Linked DNA regions of Mus musculus: all the other regions are linked to region 1. Evidence: chromatin contacts called from public HiChIP or PLAC-seq and promoter capture Hi-C data. All regions are on one chromosome and are shown on one strand. Each heading gives the region's core, a stretch centred on a gene start, on an enhancer-like site or on the middle of the called end of the contact. The rest is flanking DNA. Distances are from core to core; before and after follow the strand shown.

Region 1 (3,726 bases), core at 581-3,080:
CCCAGGGCAACTGCAGCCTGAGCCAAAAGAGGGGACCCCGACCTTCAGGACAAAAATGGAGTAGAGGGTGACACTCCACTCCTAGAGCCAGAATGCCTTGCAGAGAAGGAAGGGTAACTCCTAACACCCTCCTCTTTAGGGTCTCAAGCTTGGTCTCTCAACCCTAAGCCCCTTCTGGGTTTAGTGGAGTGCCTAGTTAGATCTAAAGACCCTGATATCTCTACATCTATTCCAACTAGCGATGTGGGGGCCTACGTTCCTCAGAAGCCCTTTAATAGGGTGCTGGCATTCTCATAGTGGGTGAAATGGCATCATCTCAGGCTTCTCAGGGTGTGGTTATTATTTTTTTAAAAAAGGCCCTCTGCTGAGGCATGGCATGGGAAGGGTGGGTGCTACGGAGGCCCAAAGCCTTCTGGATGCTGCAGTCTCCTGGTATCTTCCCTTAGAGACCTTCGAATTCATCCCCAATAAAAGCAGCCGAGTTCTGTGACTATCCACATGGCCCCACCAAGTGAGGCGCTCCTACACAGCCAGGGACTCCTGTCAGCGGTTTTCAGGCCTCAGCTATGGTCTGGAGGGCAGCGTACAACCTCAGCGGGAAAGCGTCCACCTTAGGGTGTCAGGCCCTAATTTAGGGGCGTGGGAGGAGGTAGGCAGTATCAAGGGCTCGTGGGAGACTGGCTTAAATAGCCGAGAGAGAGGGAGGGTAGTTGAAGGAGAGAGATGGTTTCCCTTCTTCCCCTAGAATGAAGCTAATGTGGGGAGGAAGGTGGGTGCGCATTACCATGCCCCTTCCCCTACATTACTTCGGGCTTCCCCTCATCCTCTACACCAACACTGAGGACAAGAAAAAACAATCAGGGAGCATCCCCCGGGCCAATCCCTCACCTCCCACCCCCAACCCCGTGCTCTCTTGCTCTGGGATGGATGAGCAGGCTTACCTGAGGCGCTGCTGTCCCTGGTGGTCCCTCCAGCCAGGCGCTCCAGAACCCGGTTCAGAAGATGCTCTGGCCGCTCGGGGGCGCCCAGGGGGGCCCAGGGTGGTGAAGCCAGGGGTTCGCCGGGGGATAGCTCATCTGAGGAGTACGAGGAAGGAGAGCGCAGGGGCACCCCAGATCCTATCGGCCCAGGCCCGGGAACCTCCTCTAGCTGCAGCCAACAGGGCCCCCCACTGCCCGGCTCCTCAGAGACCCCTAATGGCTCTCCCCCTTCCTCCTCAACGGGCGGCTCCAGCCCGGGCTCGGTTGGGGGCTCTCGGAGGAAAGCTGGGAGCAGCAGGCGAGACACGCTCTGACGCCGCTGCAGTGGCCGCAGTCCCCCGGCCGGACCGCCGCCCCCACCAGGGCCCCCACCCCCTCCAGGCCCTCCGCAGCAACCCGGACCCCCGCCGGGACCTCCAGTCACCGCTCGCCCCGCCAGCTGAGACGTCTGCTTCTTCAAAAATTTCTCCAGTGGCTTCATGCCCCCCCCCCCGCCCCTCTCTTAGGGGCCGCCGGGGGACCCAGGTGTCCCAGGCGCGGGCGGGGGGAGGCGGGGACACGATGCTCAGAGCCGGGGGAGCAGAGCCGAGGGCCGTGCCAGGCGTCGGACTGCGAGCGAGAGGTGGCCGAGCCTCGCTGGCCAGAGTCCAGTGGCCAGTGGCCGGGGGAGGTGCCAGAGGGAAGAGGAGCTCGCTCTCAGCGGCCCCCCATGCCGGCTGCGGCCGAAGGGTTGGCAGGCTGAGGGGCTGGTGTCCCCGTCTCAGCGCTCCGGGGCCGGGCTGAGGCGACAGAGGCAGCGGGCGGAGCGCAAGGCTGAGGACGCGGCGGCGGCTGCGCTCCTGGCCCCGGGGAAGGTGGCAGAATTGAGACCGCGCCCCCTCCTCCAGTCCCCGCCCCTACCCTGCTTAGGCCCGCCCCCGCCCGGCCGCGCGAGGCTTGAACTTGGGCTCTGGCGCTGACCGCGAGGAAAATTAGGACTTGGGTTTCTGACAGTCGCAGAAGGGCAAAGGCGAGGGAGAGATCTACCAAAGCAGAGGACTCCTGGCTCTTGATTACCGGGTCTCTTTTGAGCATTTCAAATAACCAGGGCATATGTTTGACCTTGGCACGCCTACCTGTGCACAGGTGAGGCTTATAAAGACTGCTGAACTCTTTGCATCTTTCCCACAATTTTATTTGGTCATTATCTTCCACCTGTTGAGAAGGGCTGGGACGGCGTCTTGGGTAAACTGGTATTGGCACTGGGGGCGGTACCCATATTCCTTTCTGATAGGGTTTAGGGGGTGGTGCAGGGCCGCCCTGTAAGGCAAGTACTGGCAAGTAGGAAAGAGCCAGGCAGAGGCCAGCAGGTTGTGGCAGGTCTAATTGGGGTGAAAAGAGATAGTAGACTGAAAGAGACGACCAAAAGCACAAGGGCATCTTAGCCCAGGTGGTAGCGAAGGGAAGCAAGACTGAAGAGATGTGTAAGTCCCCAAACTGCCAACTATCATCCATCACCTAGCACATTAGTGTATATAGCCATAGAATGGGAGAAATATTGCCCTTACTCCTGGTGGCTACGCCAGAGCATTCTGTCTCCCAGGGTACACTCCACTAGGATGGGGCTGTAGAGACAGTGTGAACACATCCAGGCTTGGTATACATGGTGAAGGAGTGGCACCGGGTTCCTGGTGGGCTGGTGTTCCTTGGGCAAAGTCCCACCCCTGTTTACTGTGCCTCAGCAAGGCATGGATGGACAGGAATGCTAAGAGCTGGGAGTGGTGAAACTGACAGGGTGTGTACTACACTTGTGTTGCTGTCGGTGCAAACTCAGTTCCATGTGTGCTAGAGCATGTGTTCACAGAAATAAAGCTCTGCACACCCATCTGGGGATTTGGAGAGGGAACAAAAAAAAAAAAAAAAAGAAAAAGAAAAAGAAAAAGAAAAAAAAAAGCTCCGATTTTGCTATGAAGCTGGATCTGAGCATTGGTTTCCTGGACAGCCTTAATTGGACACTCGGCCTCTCTTAAGGTTGGAAGTAGGAACTGGCCAGAGTGGCTTAGAGCTCCCCAGGTAACCTTTTAGGAACCAAGAAGAGGGGAGGGCTTCTCTTCTGCACATGCCACAGTTACCAGATTAAGCCGGTTGCCTTGGTAACCTCTTCTCTGGGCAGGATTTGGGATTGTCGGTTAGGAAGGGTGAAAAATTGGGGAGTGTGAAGGGTGTGGGAGCTGGAAATAAAAAGGGACCGAGAGACTTCTAGAAACTAAATGCTTGGGGAATCGGACTCTAGACCCTTCCAGTTACAGAAAGTGGCAGTCACTACATTCAAGACCTTGAATCAGAAGCAAAGGAAGCATTAATTTGTGGTCCTCCTGGAGCAGCAGTGGCTTCCGTTCTGGCTACACACTGAAACCGCATGGGAGCTTTTTGGAATTGCTGATGTCCAGGTCACACCCTAGATCCATTATGGGATCCTGTGGCAGGCCCAAGGTCTCTGTTAGTTTAGAAAGCTCCCCAGGTGATTCAAACAGCCAGTGTTGGAAATCACTGCTCTAGGTCAACTGCAGCTGTAAGAAGATCTGGCAATTGCAAATCCTTGATGTTTTGAGTCACCTACAGGTAGGTCCATGGACTGACCCACAGCGGGAAAACTGATAGGGCATCTACATTACCATGAGAAAACCGAAGAGAATGGTAGGGTGGTATTCAATTACTTAACAGTGGAAATGGAGGCCAACAAGCTTAACTGAGTCAGTCCAACCCA
Region 2 (3,610 bases), core at 984-3,483, 850 kb after region 1:
TTCCACTCCTGTCTCTTAGGAAGATCTGAGTGTCTAGGGTTGGGGTTAGGTTGGAAGCAGAAGGTAGGGACAAGTAAGCGTGAGTGTGTAGAAGGGAGAGAGAAGCCGCGGCGGAATTGAAGAGTGGGATCCGCCCAGAGGAGCGCTGGCGTCGCCTCTATCTTCTGGAGGACGTATTTTTCTGCCTTTGGAAGGAATCTCAGATCATCAGGAAACAGCTTTTGTTTTGAAGCTAGTAATCTGGTAGGTCAGGTCCTCGTGTTTCTTGATAACTTCGAATCAGTCTTCCCTTTTAAAGACGCTTTAGTGCGCCTGCGCTAGACTAGCACCAAGTAGTAACTGACGCAAAGCTACCGGCAGAGGGGGTATAGCTCAGTGGTAGAGCATTTGACTGCAGATCAAGAGGTCCCCGGTTCAAATCCGGGTGCCCCCTAGCAGGCTCACTCTTTTCTTTGGAAGACCTTATTACGTCCCGCATATTTTTATGGCAATATTTCCATCGCCAACTCCCAAACAGTCAGGGAGCGGGGACGGTGGTAAGGAACTGGGAATTTTCAGGGCAGTGGCTCTCCGAATGTGACTAGCACCACGGGACTTGGGCTCGTGCTAGACATGAAGATTCTTGGCCTCCTCTCTGACCCAGTGAACTATCCCTGGGTGGGGCTAGAAATATGCGTTCTGAGAAGTACTTCCCGTGCATGCTCAAGTTCTAGAGGCTTACGGTTAGAAACTTGTCCACGCCATTTGCTTCTAATATTTCCAAGTTGTTGCTTTTGCCTGAGCCCCAATACAAGACTTTATGGAGAACGGGCACCGAGACTGACCGCGCACGACGACACCAGAATTGAGGCTGGAGGTCCATCTTGGAACACTATAGAGGCCCTTCGCGGCGCCTGCGCGGGCAGTCTCTTAACTCTTCAAGAGATCAGCTAAACGGCAGCCCCGTGGCTCATCACGGGTCCACTGGGTGGCGGTAGGAGGCCACATCTGGAAGGGACGGTTTCTTCGATACCCCAGAGGCTGTCCTGGGAGAATTCAGGCAAGGAATTAGAAAGTCAATGGCTGGCTAGGTTTGGTGGGCTCACCTCTGTAATCCCTTCAATAAACTGAAGAGTGATCGTGAGTTCGAAACCAACCTGGTCGACGGCGTTAGTCCTTACCTGGAAAACTAACAAAAGTCCCTTTGGTTGCGGGGCTTGCCTTGGCTCATAGTATTACATAATATTATATTGAGGTCTTGGGGAGACCACCTCTAGGTTTTTGGACCCAGAGGAGAGTGACACTGGGATTCATTTCCTTTCTTGGTCCTTCTTTTGACCTCAGTGCCAGGCCACTCACCTACTTAAGCCCACACTCTACTTCTGTCCCCAGCTGCAGCCTTCTTCTGGGGATAAGTCCCAGGAAGCAGTCTCTGCACCCTTTCTTTCCGCACTCTCCAGGTCCCCTACACAGAGGAAGCCAGGGGCCCCTCAGTCCTCTCCACTCTCTAGGCCCCAGTTCTTCTCCTTCCCATGAAGTAGGTCACAGGCACCTTCGTGCCTTGACCTGATTCCATGCCGTCTATTAAATCTCCTAAATTGCGGGTATTTTTATTCCATACTTGAAGGGGGTGGGGTGGGGGGGAAGTGCCCTATTCCCAGAGTCCGGTAAAGTGTGGTGGCAGTGGGCGCCACTTCTGGCTCTGGGTCTATCTTGGACTGATCTGGCCTTTCTGTGGAAGGGGCACCGAGCTGTTTCAAAGTGGGAATGTGCCAGTCTCGAGCACCTACATGTCTGCTGGACGGGAGGGGGGTGTGGGTGTGGGATGGAATGGGGTGGGGTCGGTGCTGGAGATGGGCTGTGAAGCAGTCAACTGGGGAGACGCAATTCGTGCCTCTTCTGGGGTAGAAGCTGGGGGGCGGGGGGGGGGGGCGCGGTTCGACTGCGGGAGATTCCTGGTGCGTGTCTGTGTGTGCACTTATGTAGAACACCAGGAAGCCACAGAAGTACAAGGACTAGCTCAGAAAGTCGCATGCTCTTGGGATGGGTGGTGGGAGCCAACGGCCCAAGTAGGGGCGCTTCCTGGGGCCCTTCACCTCGGCCTTTTACTTAGGTTTCTGGGGCAGCGGGGTTCTCTCGGTAACCAGAGATGTCCCGGCGCGGTCCCGGGTCCCGTGGGGTGCGGCGCGGAGCTCCGGGAGGCGGGGACCCCAGCGTTGCGCCCCGCCCTCTGGGTTCTCCCGCCCGCGCTCCCCAAGGCCGCAGCGCCGTGCTTCGCTCGCCCTGCCCGCTCCGCTCCCGCTCCCCGCTCGCCCAGCCCGGGGCTGCTCCCTCTGCAGCCGCCGCCGCCGCCGCGCAGACCCGGAGGTCGTCCGCGCCCACCATGCGAGCTCAGCTCTGGTTGCTGCAGTTGCTGCTACTCCGCGGGGCCGCGCGCGCGCTCAGTCCCGCAACACCCGCAGGTAGGACGCGCGGCCAGGGCAGGTGCAGACCCGCCAGCGGGACCTGGGTCCTGTCCTCAGGACGCCAGGGATAGGGGACAAGGACCCTACTTTCTCTGTGTGCGCACAGAGGGTGCGCACCTCCTACTGCTGTCGGAAGGACGTGGAGGGACCCAGGCCGGGGTCTCCAGAATAGTCACAGGGACCGGCGATCATTTCAGAGAGGCGTTTGCTTTTCTTTTCCATGCTCTTCCCTGCTGCCTCTCTCAGCTGCTCTAGGTGGGGTCCCAGTTGGGCTTGTGACTGCGTGGGAGTCGCCGGAGGATGGGAGACATCCTGGCACCAGCCTGGCCGTCTAACTTGCTTCCCCTACCTATTGCGTACTGGTGGAGAGGCAGGGACCCCAGGAAAAAGCAGCCAGCTGCTCCCCGATCTCCCAGGGTCAAGGGTTCCCTTCTCCCCCCTGCTAGGTTCTGCTCGGTTCTCAGTTGCACAGGCTGAGCATGGAGGTAAGGGGGTGAGGGTGGAGGAGGAGCTTCCATTCTGCACACTCCTCTTTCCTCTAGACCAGTTTCTCAAGCCATTTCTTCCTCTTGAGGTCCTTTCAGGGATCTACTTTGAATCCCTCACGTTATCAAGAAAGGCCGTTTTTAAAAATATATATGGTTTAGTTTCTGCACCCAGGCTTTCTCGGGGAGGTGGGGGCTGGGAATAAGGGTGATTTCACAAGCTCCTTAAAAGGGAAGTGAGTGTCCCACTTGCTGTTGTGTCAGCATAGTGCCTAACTGTGTTCTTGACTTTGATGGTCACGGTAGGTAGGTAGTCCAAATGAATCTGGGTTGGGATGAGATGGTATGAGTGGAGGATGCTGGTGGTGACTGCGGGGGTAGAGGACAGAGAAGTCACATGTCCAGAGACTAGTGTGGACCCATCGGTGTCCATGGTGGCTCCCACAGAAGGTAGCTGAGCACTTAGCTTTTAGTTCTGTTGTCTCACTTGCTGTGTGACCTTGGGCGAGTTACTTACCCAAGTTACTTTCTCTGGGCTCAGTTTTTGATGTATAAAAAGAGGTTCTTGACTAAATCTTTGGCTCTTGAAGGTGGAGTTATGAAAGATTATTTTTCCCCCTTAAGATATTCTTTACTTCTCGGACAGGTACAGGCAACTGATAATTTATCTTAAAATGGTAA
Region 3 (3,699 bases), core at 528-3,027, 1.0 Mb after region 1:
TGTTTGTTTGTTTGAACCCTAATTGGACAAGGAAATAACAGCTTTGTTATTTTAAAGATAAAGGAACGTTTAAAATTTTTTTTAAAGTTTTCAAACCCTTCCATTTAGGGTAAAGTTTTTCTCCTAAATTAATATAGCCATTTTGTTTCAATGCTTTATAGGTAAGCACAAAGAATAAGGACTTTACAACCATGCGCCTCTAGTCAACTAAGGAGCTGGGAACAAATGAGAAAAGGAGGGAAGAAATGATAAACCTTAAAGAATGCAAATAACGGGAATTTTGAGGGTGGGGGATGGGTTGTAAGTCAAGGGAAACCACGCAACCTCAGGCTGTACAAACTGTAAATTACTGATCAGTGTTTGCCCTTGAGGTTACAAGGGAACGCCTGCTTGTGAAGCAGAAAGCAAAGAATATTTTAGCATCGTGTGCAGTTGCATTTAGACCTAAGGAAAGGCTGTCCATATGAATGTTTGGGCAGTCTCCACTCTGACTTCACTGTTCCAATCTTCCATATTCTGAATAGTCCCTGTCTACAGCTCAATCGCATGCAGCAGCTGCCAGTGGCTGGCATTCTTGGACTAACTCCTGATGTCCCCAGGAGTGCCCCTGCCTCACAGAATGCCTTCGTGCCAAGGGTCAGCCACATCCGGATACACTGGAAGAGATCAGTTGGGCCTCAGGATTGCTGCTGGTGGTGAGAGGCCTCTTGCTGGACCCGACACAGGAGCTGTGGGAAACCCAAAAACAATGGTCAGCTGCAAACTGCAGCAGGGGTACCCCTACTGGTCAGGAACTAGCAGGAGTTCTGAGAATCCTCCCCATTCCTCTACACAACTGGGGAAAGTGGGCATCTCCCTCACCCCTTACCCCAAGTAGGTTTCATTTGCTATTTTTTCTCAAGTGGGAGTTAATCACTAGTGAACTAATGAATGCAGTTATGGCGCAGCAGTGAATTAATGAATACAATTATGCCAGCAGATTTGAAAACTGCCTTGTCCACACATAAGGATGTACTGTAGTCATTGTCAGGAGAGAATGGACAACTTGGTTTTGCATCTACCTGGAAGGAAATTAGGAAATAATAGTCTGTCCCCCTCCACCCCCCAGCACACTCCCTCCCATCCTACCTAAAACCTAGTGCATTTTATTTATATTTATTTATTTACTTATTTGTAGTGATGTTTATTTTTAAGAAATAACATTTTAAATCAATTCCCAAAGAAAGCTGGCCTTTCTTATTCTTTTCACATTGATCCAAGAAATGCTACGTCAATGTGTATGACAAATAGATACAAAAACAAGCTTTCTTTTCATTTTTTTTTTTTAATCAATACCCGAATAATGACCAGAAGCAAAACTCCACCGGTGCGTCAGCAAGCAGGATGCTCGGCCCTTCAGCTCCATCCTTCCCCTCGCAGCCCCTGCAGCGCCAGGCCACTAGAGAAGGTAAATTATGTAGGACAGAACCACCAGGCCTATGATGGCAAAGAACATGAGGATGAAAATATCCAGCATGGCTCAGTACAAGCAGAGGAGTCCCCTCGATTCCGGGGAAGTGGGAGCTGCAAGCGTGGAGGTCGGTCAGCGCGGAGAAATGGCTCCTCTTCCCTCCCGCTTCCTGTTCCCTCCCCCTCCCGGGGACCTGAAGCTAAGGGATGCTGCAACCCCATCAGCAACTTACTCTCCACCTCCACCATCACGGCCAGCCAATCACAAAGTCCACGGTGGGTAACCAGGGAACAGCTACTTTTAGACCAGGCAAAACCGGAGAGGTTTAATTTCTTCCCAGGAAGCCAGCCCCGCCCCTTTGTGTGGAAAAAAAAAAACAAAACAAAAAAACCGCTATCTCTATTTAGATACAGTTTCTGCACTGAGTGGGCTGCTCCGGAAGGTGTGAGCGGAGGATCTCTACAGACTCCTTAGGAATGGATTTTTCTGCCTTCCTTTTTCCTTCTCCCTCTCACACATCTCTGGTAATCTATCTCAGAAGACAAATTGTTGCCAGTTTTGTGGGCCATTACCTAGTTCAGAGAACATAGAGGAAGGTCTCATGTGAGTCTCAGGAGGCGAGGGGTGGGGGTAGGGCGACCCTGGGCATGGATCTGAGTTTTCTCACTGTGCTGGGGGTCATTTCAACCAGTCTGAAGTCTTTTAAAGCCTGAGCTCAAGGGTGGTCAGGAGCTTGCGTGATAAATTTAACAACTTGTCAATAGGGGGCAGGAGTCAAAGCGAGCCTCTCACATTCCACCAGACGCTGGCTTGCCTTGTTGGTCTGGGAGATCCTCAGAGCCCAAGCTCATTTGTGTCACATGAGGTCTCTCCTTCCCTTCTGTGGTGCCAGTTTCCCCCGTTTGTTTTCTCTGGATCTTCTGAATTTACCTCGTGTCGTCATCAGAGAAAACAGCAAAAAACCCACTCACACCCGCTCCTAGTGTCTAGAGATGCAAATCCAAGCATGGTTTTGTTGTTTCTTTTTGTATTATTATTAATTATTGTTGTTGTTTTATTTTGTCTTGAGGGAGTCTCAGTTAGCCCAGGCTGGCCCTTGACTGGATTCTCCTGACTCTACCTCTCAGCCTCTGAGCACTGCCATTACAGCTGGCTTTCATGTGGTTTCTTCTGAGGGACCGAATCTTACAAAAACTCAATGATAGGGCTCAAGGGGTAATGGTGTTGTACACCAAACCTGAGGACCTGAGTTCAATCCCTGGGGCCCACAGTGGAAAGACAAGGACTCCTTTCTGTTAGTTGTCCTGTGATGTCCACACATGCCCTTTGGTGTACACACACATACATAAACAATCACATTAAAAAAAAAAAACCCACACCCACTGCGATGTATTTTGATTCTTTCTGCTTTGTGTTGTGTACCAACTGTTTATTAAAAAGGAAAGGATTTCTATAGGTCAGTTTCTAAGGTCTGGCATTCTTAGACTCTCCCCAAATATTTTCTTTGAAGGGTCTAGACCTTGAGATCTTAATAACCCCCTTTCTTTTTTCTTTTCTTTTTTTTTTTTTTTTTTTTTTTTTTTTTTTTTGGTTTTTTGAGACAGGGTTTCCCTGCAGCCCTGGAACTCACTTTGTAGACCAGGCTGGCCTCAAACTCAGAAATCCACCTGCCTCTGCCTCCCGAGTGCTGGGATTAAAGTCGTGCACCACTGCGCCCGGCCAGTAACACCCTTTCTAACAGGAACTTAGTCCACTCTCAAGAGGGGAGCCCTCCTGAGCAGGCGAGTCCAGCAGACAAGGCCACACTGGGTCACAGGCTTTTGGGCTGCTCTTGGGAAACTCGAACGCTGCTAGGTCCTTCCCCTGCCTGGAGCACTCCCCACACTCAGCTCACTCAGATTACACTTAGCCCTTGCCTCTCCCTGCTGTTCCGGAGGGAGTCCAGAGAATGCTTTCACGTGAAACCCAGGTAGGAAATGCCCCTCTCCACAAAGCCTCTGGCCAGGTGGCTGCCGACCAGGAGTCAGGGTCCAGCGGTGCTGTATTGCTCAGCACAGATGCCTTCCCAGGAGCAAAGAGGCTGCAGTGTTTGCCATCAAGCTGGCTGGGGACGGGCCATCCCAGAGCTGGGAGACGGGAGAGGGAAGACTGCCTCCCGCTGCCTGCCAGACTACCCTGTGGAGGGTTTCTCCAGGCTCCGTGGCTCTGTGGGCTGTCCTACTTGCTATCAATTTACAAGTCAAACGTGG
Region 4 (3,630 bases), core at 592-3,091, 780 kb after region 1:
CTGGTTGCTCTTCCAGAGGATCTGGGTTCAATTCCCAACACCCATGTGGCAGCTCACAACTGTCTGTAACTTCAGTTCCAGGGAATCTGACACTCTCACACCTACACATGTAGGCAAAACACTAATGCACATAAAATAAGAATAAAGATATTTTAGAAGAGGAAGAGGAATAAGAGGAAGCACCTTCAGACTGAGTGGGGAGAGAACACCAGGGCCTATGGGTGACCATATTTCAGGTGTTGCAGGATTTTAGAAGAGCCTAACTTAGAGAGGTTTGGAGACTTCCTGGATGATAATGGAAGTCCATTTCTGCTCAAGTCCAGACAGGAAAACTAAGGCTCATGGTTGCCTGATTTTCCATCCACAACGAAAAGCTGTCTGCCCTAGCCTTTTTTTCAGTTTGAGTTTTGTTTTATTTTTATTTTTTATTTTTTTGTTTTTGATTTTGGTTTTTTGTTTTTAGTTTTTAAGACAGGTTTCTCTGTGTAGCCCTGGCTGTCCTGGAACTCACTCTGTAGACCAGGCTGGCCTGGAACTCAGAAATCCACCTGCCTCTGCCTCCCAAGTGCTGGGATTAAAGGCGTGCACCACCACCGCCCGGCTATTTTTTCTTTTGAGATAGGATCTCACTATAATCTTAACTGGTCTGAACTTACTTTGTAGATGAGACTGGCCTGAAATTCACAGAGAGATATGGCTTCCTCTGGCTCTCGGTTGCTGGTATTATAGGCATGCACCACCATGCCTGGTTTGGCTTCACTTTTGACTCATTAAGGTGTCTTCAGTCTGTAACCTTAACATTAGGGAGACTGCAGCAGGAAGATGATGCGTTTGAAGCCAGCCTGGGCTACATAGTGCATTCCAGGCCAACCTGGGAGACATAGACAGACCCTGTCTCAAAAATAAAAAATGTAGACTGCTAGGATAGTTTTTTGTTGTTGTTGTTGTTTTGTTTGGTTTGGTTTTTTGAGACAGGATTTCTCTGTGTAGCCCTGGTTGTCCTGGAACTCACTCTGTAGACCAGGCTGGCCTTGAACTCAGAAATCCTCCTGCCTCTGCCTCCCAAGTGCTGGGATTAAAGGTGTGTGCCACCACGCCCCGGCACGCTAGGATAGTTTAAAATCATTCAAGTATAAGGGCCTGACTTTAATCTCCAGCCTCTATTTAAAAGGGCCAAATCCACAGCACTGGGAAAGTAGACAGGATTTCTGGGGCTCCACGGCCAGCCACTCTAGCCAAATTGGCTTACAATGAGAGACTCAGACTCAAATTTCTTGGTAGATGGCTCCTGAGGAATGGAACTGGAAGCTAACCTCTGCCAACCAAACTCACACGTGCGCTTCTCATACAGTCAGACATAAGAGCACGCGGATCATAAACACACACAAAACAGCCTGTTCTCTGCTTCAGGGAGCGTCTATAAGTCTAGTAGTGGTATGTATAATTTGATGAGATTCTAGAAAGGCATCAAGTTAATGGGGCGAGCGGGTCTTTTTCTCTGTCAAGGTGCGGCATCTTCCAATGTGCACTATCAGAACGCTGTAACTTTGATTTTCCTCTCGGCTATTCTGCGGCATCCTCGAATTATTTGCATTTCCAGACTCTAGTATCATTGTCCCAGCCCTCCTTCAATTTTGTCTCCCCACCTATCGGCCCCCATTTCGGGCTTTCCATTGTAAAACTACCCCTCCGCTTCTTTACCCTCCAAACCCCTCCCCATCTTGTCGAGCCCCCCAAGACTCCACCCAGCTGGCCCTCCTAGCCACCACCGCAGCCAATAGCTGAGAACCTTCATTTGCATAGCTGCGCGGGGGAGTGGCGGAGGGAAGGGGGAGGGACCAGGCGACCTCCTAAATCAAAGTTGGGAGGCTAGGACTGGGCGGAGGGGCCGCCGGGTGCAAGGCTGGGGCCGGCGCGGGGAGGGGGAGGGAGATGGGGGGCGGGCGCAGAGGACGGCGGAGCCGGCCGGACTCGGACAGCTCGGTCGTTCCCTGGCTTTGCACATCCGCGCATCCCTACTTCCCTCCTCCTCCCGCGGAGCGCAGCATCCTCTGCAGACCCTTGGTCCTCACACCCCGGGTCGTCCAGCTTCCGCGGCTCGGGGTAATTGCCTCCCTCTCCCCTGCCACACCGACAACTTTCTCCCCTGGTGCCTGGGGTTAGGGGGCTGCTTTGCCTGGGAGGGTTTCTCCTGGGGTCACTGAAGAGCTGCCCCTGGAGAAAGGCTTGAGAGTCCCAAAGAGACGCCCGCCACTCACAGCCTGACCCCAGCGGGCCTGCCGTCGGGTCTCCGCACCCTCTCTTCCTTTATACCCCAACCATGACCGAAATGAGCGAGAAGGAGAATGAACCGGATGACGCGGCCACCCATACCCCCCCAGGGACCGTCTCCACCCTCCAAGAAACCAAGGTAAGTCGTGGGGTGCGAGGCCTGGCCCCGCCCGGGCATCTCTGACTTGGAGCGCTGATCACAGTGGCTGGGTCCCTTTGGGGTTACGGAAGCTAAACCGGGCCCGCGTGATTCCTAAGGCTGCGCGCCGTGCCGGGGAAGGAGGAGAGGGTTCGCGACGAGGGGACCCAAGGAGCAGATCACACGAGCACGACCCGCCAGAACGCGCGAGGCGCCGACGCGCTCCGGCTCCCTCCTGGGCGGTTGTAACTCGGCTTTGTTGGAGGGAATCGGCGCAGCGGAGGCGCAGGGCGTGTGTGGCCGTGTGTAGCGGGTGTGGGCCGGTGTACGCGCGCGTGTGTGCGTGCGGGGCGCACCCTCCCGGGGCCGCCACATCGCTGTCTGCGGCTCCCCGGGGCCCCCTCTCTCCTGCCTCTGAATTCCTAGCCACAACCGTCTCCTCGGAGCGTGCAGACTCTCCGCTTCTCTTTGCTTCCCTACGTGCTCCTCTGTGTGTCTCCGGCGTCCCTCTCTGACCCACAGCAGCCTGGCACGCACCTCGCGGACCGGTTAGGCTGGGGGCCCGAAAGGCTGCGGCCCCGGGTGCGCAGCTTTCAAGCCGGCGCTGGGGGCTGCGGCAGCGCGGGCCGTCGGTGGCGGGCGGGGACCCGGAGTGTTGCGGTTCCAGAGCCAGAGGCAGCCCCACCCCCCGCTTGGAGAACCAGGAGAGGGGAGGAGAGAGGGCAGAATCAAAAGAAGAAGTCATCGTAATTAATGAATGTCATAATTAACCCTAATTATCTATGATTGTTACTCTTGCGGGAGTCACAATGAATAAATTATTCTCCTATGAAGGCAGGCGGAGCCCAGACTGCGGGCACTGAAAGAGGTGGGGGAGGCTGTCGCTTACATTCCACCTCCCACTCCTAATGAGTCTGCCCCCTCCCCAACTTCTAGATGTTCATGAAGTTCTGTGGGAAGCTATCTGAGCGCCGGGAAATGGGAAGAGAGGATACTGTGGGAGGGAGCCCTCTCCCTTCCCTAGACTTCAGGACAAGACTTCCTCCTTTCTCCCTTCCACCCTGGTGTTTGTTACCGTCCTGGTCCTGTGACCAAGCAATACGTGGTGAGAACCAGAAATGGGCGGTGTCTTGAGGCTCTCTGGGGTCACAAGCTCCTACACAGCACTTCCTACCGACCATCTTTCTTCTCTGTCCATCTTGACCGGACCCTTAAGAATA

The links. Promoter capture Hi-C pulls out the DNA fragments that hold promoters and counts their contacts. HiChIP or PLAC-seq counts read pairs in DNA pulled down with a chosen protein or histone mark.
Region 2: a FOXA1 HiChIP or PLAC-seq map of pancreatic cancer cells shows a contact between it and region 1. The contact joins the promoter of Plxdc1 here to the promoter of Rapgefl1 in region 1. A contact is called at or near these places in 2 of 115 datasets of contacts at active chromatin or transcription factors (pancreatic cancer cells and pro-B cells) and 1 of 9 other capture datasets (pancreatic islet).
Region 3: a contact with region 1 is called in a promoter capture Hi-C map of liver, with 2.8 times the contacts expected there. The contact joins the promoter of B230217C12Rik here to the promoter of Rapgefl1 in region 1. A contact is called at or near these places in 1 of 39 promoter capture datasets (liver) and 1 of 115 datasets of contacts at active chromatin or transcription factors (pancreatic cancer cells).
Region 4: a promoter capture Hi-C map of liver shows a contact between it and region 1, with 3 times the contacts expected there. The contact joins the promoter of Stac2 here to the promoter of Rapgefl1 in region 1. A contact is called at or near these places in 3 of 39 promoter capture datasets (liver and pre-B cells).

The regions. Positions count from the first base shown.
Region 1 is chr11:98,834,889-98,838,614 of GRCm38.p6, reverse strand. Rapgefl1 (Rap guanine nucleotide exchange factor (GEF)-like 1) reads right to left here and starts at 1,830. Exons shown (of 15, transcript NM_001080925.1): 1 at 942-1,830. The coding sequence starts at 1,461.
Region 2 is chr11:97,985,069-97,988,678 of GRCm38.p6, reverse strand. Plxdc1 (plexin domain containing 1) reads left to right here and starts at 2,233. Exons shown (of 14, transcript NM_028199.3): 1 at 2,233-2,441. The coding sequence starts at 2,363. It overlaps n-TCgca55 (a tRNA gene), which reads left to right and starts at 362; the gene lies at 362-433.
Region 3 is chr11:97,839,213-97,842,911 of GRCm38.p6, reverse strand. B230217C12Rik (RIKEN cDNA B230217C12 gene) reads right to left here and starts at 1,777. Exons shown (of 3, transcript NR_169086.1): 1 at 1,683-1,777; 2 at 1,336-1,438; 3 at 1-728.
Region 4 is chr11:98,051,673-98,055,302 of GRCm38.p6, reverse strand. Stac2 (SH3 and cysteine rich domain 2) reads left to right here and starts at 1,841. Exons shown (of 11, transcript NM_146028.4): 1 at 1,841-2,410. The coding sequence starts at 2,321.